Regions from separate parts of the Zea mays genome. Here regions 2 and 3 are each linked to region 1. The links are chromatin contacts, called in public Hi-C maps. All regions are on one chromosome and are shown on one strand. The core of a region is the stretch at or near the end of the contact, and the rest is flanking DNA. Distances in the headings are between cores, read along the strand shown. Region 1 holds the start of LOC100283991 (shikimate kinase family protein). Region 2 holds the start of LOC100194394. Region 3 has its middle 64 kb from the start of LOC100216796.

What was found. Hi-C and Micro-C count contacts between places; a contact is called where the count stands out from the background.
Region 2: a contact with region 1 is called in a Hi-C map of ear, with 2.6 times the contacts expected there. The contact joins the promoter of LOC100194394 here to the promoter of LOC100283991 in region 1. A contact is called at or near these places in 2 of 25 Hi-C or Micro-C datasets (ear and leaf).
Region 3: a Hi-C map of ear shows a contact between it and region 1, with 2.0 times the contacts expected there. The contact joins the enhancer-like site here to the promoter of LOC100283991 in region 1. A contact is called at or near these places in 3 of 25 Hi-C or Micro-C datasets (ear, endosperm and tassel).

Annotation. Positions count from the first base shown.
Region 1 is chr1:154,798,953-154,802,956 of Zm-B73-REFERENCE-NAM-5.0, reverse strand. LOC100283991 (shikimate kinase family protein) reads right to left here and starts at 2,181. Exons shown (of 9, transcript NM_001156889.1): 1 at 2,028-2,181; 2 at 1,892-1,938; 3 at 1,710-1,764; 4 at 567-727; 5 at 375-457; 6 at 155-272. The coding sequence starts at 2,172.
Region 2 is chr1:154,475,946-154,479,949 of Zm-B73-REFERENCE-NAM-5.0, reverse strand. LOC100194394 reads left to right here and starts at 1,964. Exons shown (of 2, transcript NM_001139425.1): 1 at 1,964-2,532; 2 at 2,621-3,318. The coding sequence starts at 2,477. The coding sequence ends at 3,098.
Region 3 is chr1:155,100,007-155,104,010 of Zm-B73-REFERENCE-NAM-5.0, reverse strand. No RefSeq gene overlaps it. Among protein-coding and RNA genes, the nearest start is that of LOC100216796, 64 kb to the left of the region's middle. Within about 2 kb of position 1,875, at least 18 of the 20 cell types and tissues checked have an H3K27ac peak or open chromatin away from gene starts, as enhancers often do. A contact at or near this core is called in ear, endosperm and tassel, where this site is marked.

The DNA.
Region 1 (4,004 bases), core at 932-3,431:
GTAGATAGACAGTAAGGCCAAGTTAAAAGATAAACATGCTAATAACTATCCAGAGGACATGGCAGCATGTTTAACAAATAACACCTGAATTTCAATATCAGTCATCACATCATATAGAGCATCAAACAACTGGCTATCTGAAATATAGGATAACCTGAGAAAAAGAGTCTGGATCTGTAGTAGCTTGTGTTCCCGTGCTCTTCAACATGTCATTTGCTGCCATTTCAAGAGGAACATCAATCCAAATGGAGACACCATGCCTCAGCAGCCCTCTGAAGGTTCATTAAATAATAAACACCAGCATTGATAGACTTAACTAACAACTTAACATGCATGAAAAAAATAATAGACACTGGATATACATTCATACATACAGATTGGTTGAGTTCATAACGGCGCCATCTCCACAGCACAGTACAAGGCTACCCATGGACGTGAGCTGCTTTAACCCTTCGGTCTAGCAGCGAGACAGAAAATGGAAAATTGGTGCTAGGTAATGCAGGGGCAGTAACATTTAGAGCAAGAAAACTAGTAAGAAAAACATGAGGGAGAAAGAAGGAAAGCACCTCGACTTCAAGATAACCCTTCTCATCAGATTCCTTGAAGGCTCTGAGGGCGTCCTTGCCACCAAGAACATCCTCAAGCAGTTCCTCACTGCTGAGGTAGCGGTATATTATGGAATTCGCAAGCAGCTTGGCGATGTTGCGCTTGGCTGTGCAATCCGTACCTGTGCATAAAGGAACAACCCAGTCGGTGTCTGCATTTTTTTAACCTTTGGTCCCCTATCCAAGGCACAAATTTAACACATGAAAAGAAGACATCCTGGAGCTCATCTGCTCATGGAAACTACTGAGAAATCAGCTTAAGAGGCACAATTGTTTGGTTGGTCAACAAAAAGAAGCTTGGATGGTGGATGACATAGGTTGAAAACAAATGCAAGTTCAAAAACAACTGTGGATCCTTCTGCAGAACAAAGTGGTCACAATGGATAGGCACTGTCAAGGATTGTAATGTCGACCAAATTTGCAAGGTCTGTAGGAAACACCATATTCTATTGTAGGCTGGCAGAAAATTGTAGGCTGGGTCTGGGACTACAATTACTTAGCTAGACAACAACAAATCAATATTCTATTGGTGATCAACCATAACTGTGGGAACACCATGACGGCAGAAGGTATTGGATACTCAACTAGAAAATGTTTGGCAACTTGTCTTCTGTCTCGTACTCTCATCCAGAAGAAATTCTTTGCTGTAAATTGTGGTGGTCAAAGAAACTGATGAGTTTTAGAATTCCACAGTGTCCTCACACCAATATCAGTTGTTTTCTCTTGTGCTGTTTGGATGCATACTGACCTGACATTTGTATCTTGGCAACTTAAAATATTCTGTCCGATGTCCATTACAACAATTATAATGACAGCAAAGATCACATCACATATTGATATCTATTCCCGAAAGATTGTCATAACCAAGACCTGGGCTATGCCTAAGGTTGGCTAAAAAATGTTGGTTGGATCAAGAACAAGCCCATTTTTTACGAGCAGTTTTCTTACTTTTGGGCTGCTAAGATTAATGTCGGTTAGTTTGTTGTGTTACGAAATTTAAAATGTGTCTAGATTTGATTGTTGTGGCTAACGATTGGTTTGCTGAGGCCTTTTAATCCCCCTATCCCCTGGAAAAAAAATTCCAAAGGAAGCTGACAAGCATACCAACAATATAGATTGGCGTTTTCCTGAAATCGCCAACGGCCTCCGCAGTTCTCCTCTGCATTAGATTGCAACCAAGAAAACCATGCAAAATCCGTCCATAAGTAGGGCAACGATTATTTAAAAACAATAACAGGAAGATAAAATATGACAGGAACAGGGGGAGGGAGAAGGGTGGAGCCTACAAGTAGATCGACGGATGGGTTGAGTTCCTCTAGAGGTATTTCCAAGCCTGCAAAGGGAATGGTGAGAGAGGCGGTATTTGTACATTGAGAAATGGGAACACCAAAAGGAAGGAACGGAGAGATTGCAGCACTGTACTTGGGAAGGCGCGGAGACGGTGACGCTGGATGCAGCGCGCGGTGCAGAGTGACGCCGGCGGTGTAACGGACGAGAAGCGCCTCGGAGGGACGGTGGATGGAGAGAAGAAGCCTGTCGCCGCCGCTGTAGCTGCTCGCATCGCCATGGTGCCTGTGCCGTTGGTCGCTCCGCCTCCTCCCCGTTATCCGCAACTGCAAAGGCGCAGAGCCGAAGGAGCTCACCTCCGCCTTTGATGTGAGAGTGGACGGTGCTTGATCGATACGCCTCGTGGGCCCCACTTTCCAGTCTCGGATGGCCCAACACGAAAGGCCCAGTGGCCTGGCCTTAGCTGTAGCTAGGGCCGGAAAAAAAGCTCGAGCTCGACGAGCTAGCTCGGGCTCGCAGCAGCTCGGCTCGGCTCGGACCGGCTCGACGCTCCGAACGAGCCCGAGCCGAGCCTGTTTTTCTGGCTCGTGAAAAGAGCGAGCCAGCTCGGCTCGGCTCGGTGCAGCTCGCGAGCTGGCTCGTGGCTCGACCCAACAACAATTTGTTACATAAAATCTTAATTAGCATATAATATTAATATCGAGTAGACAATTAATTTATGTTATTTGAGATTACTATACAAAAATAATCTATTTTATACATTATATTAGTAATATATCTATTTTACTAATTTAAAATATATTATTTAAAATATTTTTAAGATTTTATATTATAATTTAGAGAGCAGATTTAATTTTATGCCTAGGCTCGTTGACTCGGCGAGCCGGCTCGCGAGCCAGGAGCGAGCCGAGCCGAGCCGCTTTTTCCAGCTCGTGAGATGGGCGAGCCGAGCCGAGCTCGACTCGTTACATGAGCGAGCCGCAGCGAGCCGAGCCGAGCCGAGCCGAGCTCGGCTCGTTTCCACCCCTAGCTGTAGCCCTCAGGCCGCGGTATGCGCTCTGGCTCTGGATGCCGCACAGAGGACCTCAGGCGAACACAGTCACTACACGTATGATTGGATGCATGCGCGAGCGCATGCAGGCCCAATCATGTCCCGCGGGATACGACCGATTCTTGTGCATATGTGGATACAATAAAATAAGCTTAGACTGCACCAGTGCATGCGCGCCCAGCTTCCTAGCTACAGCGAACCAAACACGGGCTCAACTGTAGTCAATGCATGTGAGGAGTCTAGCTCTCCTGATACAGCCAACCAAACACATGGTACGTAACAGTGCGGGTCCTGACAATTTTAGGATGCATTTGGTTGGAGTCAATTAAAATAGAACGACTGCATTCTAGTTTTTAGAATGGATCCGTTCTATTCTCCGTTTGACAAGCAGAACATAGTTACTCTATTTTTGTTTGGTTGAAGAGTACAATAAAGCAGAGCTGCTCGGTTCTTTGTTTGGTTGGAGAGTTGTCGGCGTCTCGAGACCGGGGGGTCCCTAAGCCGACGAGTGAGTGTGCCGCGTGCCCCAGCCCAGATGGGTCGAGCGCGTGGGCGAGCGCGAAGGGGGGAAGCGAGGTGGCCGGAGACGGGCGTGAGAGAGGTGGAAATCCCGCGGCCTTCGTGTTCGTCCCGCGCCCAGGTCGGATGCGCTTGCAGTAGGGGGTTACAAGCGTCCACGCGGGTGAGGGAAGCGAGCGGCCCCAAGAGAGCGTCTGCCCCGTCCTCGTCCCCACGTGGCCAACCTTCTCTAAGAAGGCCCTGGTCCTTCCTTTTATAGGCGTAAGGAGAGGATCCAGGTGTACAAATGGGGTGTAGCAGAGTGCTACGTGTCTAGCGGGGGGAGAGCTAGCGCCCTAAGTACATGCCAATGTGGCAGCCGGAGAGATCTTGGCACCCTGCTGGTGTGGTGTCGTGGCTGTCGGAGGAGCAACGGAGCCTGGCGGAGGGACAGCTGTCGGAGCGGTTGGGTCCTTGCTGACGTCCCCCTGCTTCCGTAAGGGAGCTGAGAGCCGCCGTCGTCACAGGGCTAGCGGGGCGCCATCATTGCCTATCTGGAGGAG
Region 2 (4,004 bases), core at 715-3,214, 320 kb after region 1:
GTCTCATCCACCTGTACGGGCAGCAACGATAAGGTCCTCAGCAGCCGAGGAGGCCCCTGCTGGTCTGCAGGCTCACAGGGGAAAAATAAAAAGGCAGAGGCAGCTGCTGGCTCCATCGAAGCGGCTCTAGAGGAAGAGAGGGACGAGTGTCGCCCACACCTTTCCGAGGGCGGCTTTGTGCTGCTGTGTGCGCGCAGTAAACTAGTAAAGATCTTTTTTCTGTGCCTCTGATAATGGCTGACACAAAAGGCGGGGGCATGGAGTCCTCTGTGCCAATGATAATGGGTGGCAGAAAGGCTATTGCTTTTCAGGTCAGGATAGCAGGACGAGAGGGGAAGAGAGAGAGAGAACTTTGCGCAAGAAACCCGATGGTGACTTTGCGCCAAGATGCCCCCATTTTTTTTCGATAGCATAATCAGCCTGTTGAATTTCTATGGTACGCTAGCTGTATTCATTAAGAACTAAAAAGTGAAATCTCATTATAACAAATTACAAAAAAAACGAAGATGTTCAACAGAAAGAGTTTATGGAGTTGCAGCAGCAAGCTATATACCAAAACCTATCAGGCAATTATTATGCATTACTACTGAATTCCAGTGTTTAGCCCAGCCAAGCTAAGTATCTCGTCCAATTGGACAGCATCGGATACATGACGACTGCCATGTGGCAACTTCATGCTGGCGAAAACACGAGCGAATGTTAGGGTCTGAAGCGCTTTGTGTATCTATCTGCTTTCATATAGCTGTACAATGTGTTTGATTGATAAATCGAAATAAGTAGTAAAACCACGCATAGTGGTTCATCAATCAAAGCACCAAAAGGTTGATAAGCACAGCCACCTTTCTTTTGTCAAGAAGCAAAAAAATAAACAATCATATCAAAGGAAAAAAGAAAGAAAACAAAAGAAGGAAGAAGCATATACCTTCAGCTTTCAGAAAGCAACATGTAATATTATAATGCTAGTATATTAAAGGTAGAAAATTCTGACCAATGGCATGGTAGATGTGTTCTGACGCATTTTGTTCAACCAGTGATAGCTTTGACACAGCTTTAAGATGTACTAATCAAGCAGGAAAAAAAATGTCTCTGTCTGAAACAAACAAGAAAAACCCTCCTCTCAACTACACGGCCAGTGCTCTGTAATCTGTATACTGGTCCTGTCCAGTGTTAGCAGTAATTGGATTAACTAGCTTGTAAAAGTATGGACTCGGTAGTAGTCCATTCAAAATATTGTTCATTGTAACTTCGTCCTAACTCAAGACTTCTTAACTTTCAAGCAAATTTATAGAAAAATTCATCAACATCTACAATATCAAATTTGTTTATAAACTTCTCCATAAAATATGTCTTAATAGTGCATTTATTTGAACCTGTAGATGACAATATGTTTTTGCAAGAACTTGGCCAAAGTTAGAGAAGCTTAATTTAGACAAAGCTAAAGTAAAGTATAATTTGGAATTTTAACCTACAGAGAAGCTTCAAGAATGTGAATTTACCATAAGCAAACATTTGTGAAGAAATTCAAAGCAAAGATTCAAGTAGATTTATGGATAAGAAAAAATACATCGAGTGTAAACAAAATCAACTTTTATGATGTACTGTAGTTTATATTAACAAAAACCAAGAATATAACCTCTACCTCTGCAAATTCCAGACGCCAAAACACTGTAGAAGTAGTAAAAGCCGTTACGGATTAAAGCCAAGCGAATAGGCTCAATAAAGCTGATGTCCTAACATGCACACCTATGAATTTGCAATACAATATGAGCACCATGAGCCAATTAAAAAGCTACTTTATCAGTTAGAATATGAGGGCAACCCAAATGGTGGAATATAGGATCTTTATAGGGAGCTCCAAATCACACCCACCACATCAGCTGGCCACCAATACCTCCCCCTCTCTTACCTATAAATGAGAGGCAAAAGCCACCAAACTAGTAGGCAACTAAGACAAAGTGGCGTACTCTTCTCTGTACTAGCTTTCTTCTTCCTCCTCCTCTTCCTCCTCCCAAACAGACTGGATTTCATCAAGATAATCCTGAAACTGGAGCCAACAAGCAGACAGAGAAAGAAGAGCAAGAAGACCGGCTCCCAGCCGATACACGGTAGGAGTGAGCAGCGTTAGATCAGTTTTCATCACAGGATCGATATGGTGACAGTGAGAGAGGAGACTCGCAAGGGGCCATGGACAGAGCAGGAGGACCTGCAACTGGTATGCACTGTCCGTCTGTTCGGTGAACGTCGTTGGGATTTCATTGCCAAAGTATCAGGTTTGAGGGGTGGGGATCCACAAATTAGGTAGCTAAATTGAAGTCACCCGCGCTAAGTCGCAAAAGCAGCTATCAACCTCTCTGACCGACTCTATTCTTGCTTCCCCTCTCCCCTTCTGTATCTTCATGCAGGGCTCAACCGGACAGGCAAGAGCTGCCGGCTGCGCTGGGTCAACTACCTCCACCCTGGCCTCAAGCGTGGGCGCATGTCTCCCCATGAAGAGCGACTCATCCTAGAGCTGCACGCTCGGTGGGGAAACAGGTCTGATTACCAAAAGATAATAAAAAAGGACGGTTTTTCTCTCTCTCTCTAAAATTTGTTGACATGTTCAATAACTTGTCCTAAACAGGTGGTCCAGGATAGCACGCCGCTTGCCAGGGCGCACTGACAATGAGATCAAGAACTACTGGAGGACACACATGAGAAAGAAGGCACAGGAGAGGAAGAGGAACATGTCTCCATCGTCGTCCTCGTCTTCGCTGACTTACCAGTCAGGCTACCCAGATACTCCATCAACCATTGGAGTTGAGGGACAGGAGCTTCATGGTGGCAGTGGCTGCATCACAAGCATCCTGAAGGGCACCCCTCCGGACATGGATGGCTATCCCATGGACCAGATATGGATGGAAATTGAGGCGCCACAGATGCCCTCGGAGGAGAGCTTTGTTGGGGGGAACCATAATGTGTGCAGCAGCCTTGCCACCCCGCTGCCACCACCAACTGTCTGGGAATACTACCCAGATGCCTGCTGGAAGGTTGACGATGAGATCAAGATGGCAACACAATTTCAATTTGGTTATAGTGAAGGAGTTGGGCCCTGCTTCTGATGCCATAAATATTGGGTCAGATTACTAAGTTATACACCTACCTAGCAGAAGTGAAGTGCTTTTGTAGAAACAAGCTTTAGCATGGATCTGAATATTTATCTCCGCGCTTAGAATTGCAGGTCTATGGATCTATGCATGGTTGCTATGTATCTATCTAGTGTGCAAGACAAGATTATCTTAATTTGTCCTTGATGCTATGGAATACAAGGGCAAAGGTACTATATCTGTTTACTCACAGTATAATTAGCTACCCTTTGAGACTTTTCTGTTGGACATGATGCCAACAATACATGTTATATTGATATAGATGGTCTTAACTTGGAAGGGTTTAAAGTTTCAGTCCACAGAAACCATTGTTAAGGTGAACATTAAGCCGACCCAGTTGAAAATGTAGTTCACTTTTAACCCGTCCATAAAAACCAATGACGGTTGTTTTGTACAAGTGGCTGGTTGATGGCTTCAAGTAAAAACCACTGGCCCAAAAGAAGCAAATTGATATACCAAATTAATGATCTGATAGAGCTGCCTACCTTTATAAAAAATGTATTATTCCATGGTACCAACTTATCAACTTGCAAGTCATGGTATTAGGAAAGAGAAGACAGCTCTCAGGAGCCACCAAGTCTCAAGGTGAAAAGGTACAATAGTCTGATCCAAGCAAAAAAAAAAGTTGGCAAAGGACTAGCTCCAACTTTTTCTCAACATAAACCAAAGTTAAGATGAGTTTCTGTAAAATCCCAATCATTTATGCTTAAAATCATCATGTTCCCCCAGATGAAATTGATTTCAGAGTACATAGTAACAGAGAAAGTAGAAATTTTTCATTAAAAATGGAAGTCAAAATAACAAAAATATAACCTCAAGTAAAGGAGAGGATTGAAGTAGATGGTAATCATGGTACAATTT
Region 3 (4,004 bases), core at 626-3,125, 300 kb before region 1:
CAAATTATACTTGAGTATTGAAAATTGAGGACTGAATTTTGAAAACCAAGAATTATATTAGAAAAGAAGTAGTAGAAACATTTTCAGTTCAACTAAATGACTATCCATTTCATTAAATGAAGCACTATAGGCATTTTACACTTATGAATATGTGGTGAAGCATGTTAATAAAGGGTCATAATTTAAACTTGGGACCTCAAAGTATAAGTGAGAATAAAATAGAAAATAGGGAAGGGGATTTAATGGAACTATTTATTTCTTCCATAAATATATAATAAGGAAAAGAATAGAAAAATAATATTGTAAACAGTAGATTTTATATTAGGAATTATTTTAACACTGGAAAAGTTGAAGTTCAAAACATATGTTTGAATTTTAAGTGAGAACTTTGAAGTAGAAGAGAAAATTTTAGGGTTTGAGGAAAAGGAAGAAAATACTAAACAAACAAAATAAATGTATAAAATAAATAAATTTGTCCATACTATGTTCAAATGGAACACTTAAGGAGAAGACAAATTCGCCACGAATTTTGAATTTAAATTGGAATTGGAATATGAATTTGGAAAAGAAGAAAGGAAAATAGAAAATAAAAAGGAAAAGGGGTTTAACCTAATTGGGCTGGTTCTCCATCCGGTAGGCCCATCCCTCCATTTTCCCCTACGCGCGCAACAGCCCAGGCCCATTCGCTAGCGCGTTAACCTTGTTTCGCTGACTCCCTGACCCAGCTGGCCAGTGACTATTCACGCACCCGGATCCGTTTCCTCACTCTCGCCGATGCCCTGGGCCCACGCGTCATCAGCCCACATTCCCTCGTGTCCGAACCACTCACGGACTCACCACACAACACACCGTTCCCTAAGCCGCTTACGCTTGGGGCCACCCTAACAGAGTTGTCTTCAAGCCAATGTCCGTCAGCCGGAAATCGCGTCGCGGTTCTCCAACTGACCACCGTTTCTCCCACCCGGAATACACGCACAGCTCTTGGCGTTGACTTGCGGACCCGCCTGTCTATCTCTCTGCCATGTGGGACCCGAAGCGTGACGTCTCTCTCCAGCCGAAACCATGGTGGCCACCGCATCTCCCGGGCAGGCGCAACAGCATCTCCGCAGTCCGGGCTCTCCAACTGAATCCGCGGATTGGCGGGCGCAACCTGACCGCGGGAATAAAATCAAGTGTCGCGACCCTCTCGTCCTCTGTTGGGCATACCTAGGGCACCACAAAATTGCCTAGAGTGGAGACTCAACGCCGTCAATTGGCGGTGCTCGCCGACGGGAGCTTGGACCCTGTCAACGGGCGCTCTGAAGTGGCGTTGGTCTCGGTGTTGACCGGTGGGGCGGTGCTCGTCCGGGGTCACGCGCCGGGTGTCTAGGAATAGTTTCCCTCGCACGTCCGTCAACGGAAGGACTAGGCTTCCTCGTCGCGTGTAGAAGACGAACTAGGCGGCCGTGGAGCGTGACTACTCGTTCCTGCGCAGTGCCACGGTAAGTCATGTGCCCATGAGCTCCCTCACCCTTATCTTCCTGGCGGTAGTGCTTGCTTAGGGTAGGTATTAACCTCGGCACCTTGATATCACTTCGGTGGGACGCGCTGTTGATGTACTCAGCGCCGTCGTGCACTGGTGCGTGTAGGTAGAAGAAGATCGAATAGCCGTCCGATGCCTAATCGGCGGATAAGATCAAGTCTCGCATTCCTATTCGCTGCAGGGAATTTCAGCCATTGATCTTACAACCTGCAGTGGAGATTAGAACCACTCATACCCTTTCGTTCTGGAGAATCGTTGCCGCAGATCTCGAAACCGAGGGTTTGGTGTTGTGGGGTATGCTGGCCGTTGATCTTAGATCTGAGGATCACGGTTACATACCCTTTCATTTAAAACGCGATCTAATCTCGGCCTTCGGATTTGATCCAACGACCAAGATCCAAGAATACCCCTTCGCCGTGCTTATTTGTTACAGAGCCCCTACGTTTTCATTAATTCAACCCACAGTCCATGGTGACTGTGCTCTGTGTCTGAGGAATCTTCTGTGTTCACCCCTGAGTTCTTTGGTAATTGAGGCGCAGTCCAGAGACCCGAGGAATTAGTTAATTAATTATAGAAATGAATTTTTAATATGAAAACAATTCCTAGAACTTGTATAATTTATAGAAAATTAATATGAAGTCCAAATTGACCCATTCTAGTTCCTATAATTTTGTATTAATATTGTCTATAACTCTGTAACACTGTTTTGACATAAAAATGGTATTAAAATTTATCCCTTGATTAATCTTGTATCAAATACATAGAACCTTCGAAAATTCATAACTTAAAACCCATAGCTCTAAATTTAATGATTCTTTTTCCTATGATCTTATTTTGATATGTAGATTATTAATATGTATTTTGTATATCTGTTTGGTGTGATGTTCATTTCCTCTTTATACTATGCTTGTTTGTATTGTGGCGAGTAGAAGAGCCAGTGGCTGAGGATCCCGGTGTTCAACAAATAGAAGTTGCTGAGCAGGAGCTCATTGAAGGCAAGTTGTGCCCTTGACCACTTTTATTACCCAATAATGTTCTTTATTATCACTATTCAATGCATAGGTTTAATTTTGATGGGACCCAATAGGTTGCCCTAGACTGGTTATCCTTTTTACCTTGTTGTTGGGGACTTGTTCTCAAATGCTTCGAGTTAAGAACAAGGCAACACAAAATATTAAATGTTAATATCCTTCATCCTTCGAAGCATTATTTCTCTTAGGATATAACGATATTCGGCTTGACAGAAGGTAAAAATCCAAGCGTGACACATGAGCGAATACAAGTTAGCGTGAACAGTACGGGGGTACTGTTCATCTATTTATAGGCACAGGACGCAGCCCGTGAGAAATTACATTCATGCCCTCTACAAATGATTACAATCATAATGCAGGTTATCATGGGTCGATTGGTCATTTCATCTTTAAGTCGGTGCATCTGGAAGTACACTCCGAAGCTCCCTGATTAGTAGCTTCGGCTTTGCTTCTATGTTGATCTTCCGAAGGTGTTTGTTCTTATGGGACCTTCGGCGACAAAGTAGACCCCCAACAGTAGCCCCTTCACGGTGCTAGATCGTTTTTTGTAACGAGCTCGACCCGTGAAAAATTCTCTTAGGCTTCGGAATGCCGAAGGTCCGAAAACACCTTCCCTGAGCTCGTTGTCGAGAAATGATTTAAATATTCTGAGTGTAAGGTATCCCACCATACGGCGGGTACGCGTGGTCTGGTGATTTGCCTTCTCGCACACTATGGTCCATCGTTCAGTGGGTGTGAGCGGCTTGACGATTTACCTTCCCACCTGCAGCACTATATAAACAGACGGGTAGGTGTGAAGTTACCACAACATTTACTACTATTGCACTGTTGTGCTGCCGAAAAATTTGACCACAGCCGAAGCTTATTCATCGTATTCTCAATCAAGGCATAGTTTTGCTTTAGCTTCTTCATAAGAGGGAACTTCAGCAAAATCAAAATGTAATCAACTTCATCAAAACCGCAAGAAATTCAGCATCAAATGACCAGGGTGCGTTCAACTGCTAGAGTCACACGCGACAGGGAGGAGGCCGAAGCTACTGAGACTGCCCCAATCTCCGAAGTTATGAGGCAACCGGGACTGGTTGTGACAGAGGGCGTCTCTGACGAAGGTGGCCTGCTGCCAAAGCTGAACAAGCAGATATTGAAGAGGTTGATGCTGGTGAAGAAGAGATAGATTATTCCATCATGCTGTCTAAACCCAGCCACCTGGAATTTGGAAAGTCTACTGTCTCCGAGGCCGATATGCCCATGATGACAAAACTAGGCTACTTTAGTGAAGCCGAGAAGAAGCTGATTCGTTTTAGCGGAGAAGAAAACACTCCGAAGCCAGAAAATGATGAGGTGGTAGTTTTTAGAAGTTTCTTTAAAGCAGGACTGAGGTTTCCTCTGCATGGAATGATTGCGGATGTTTTGGAAAATTTCGAAATTTATCTTCATCAGCTGACTCCTAA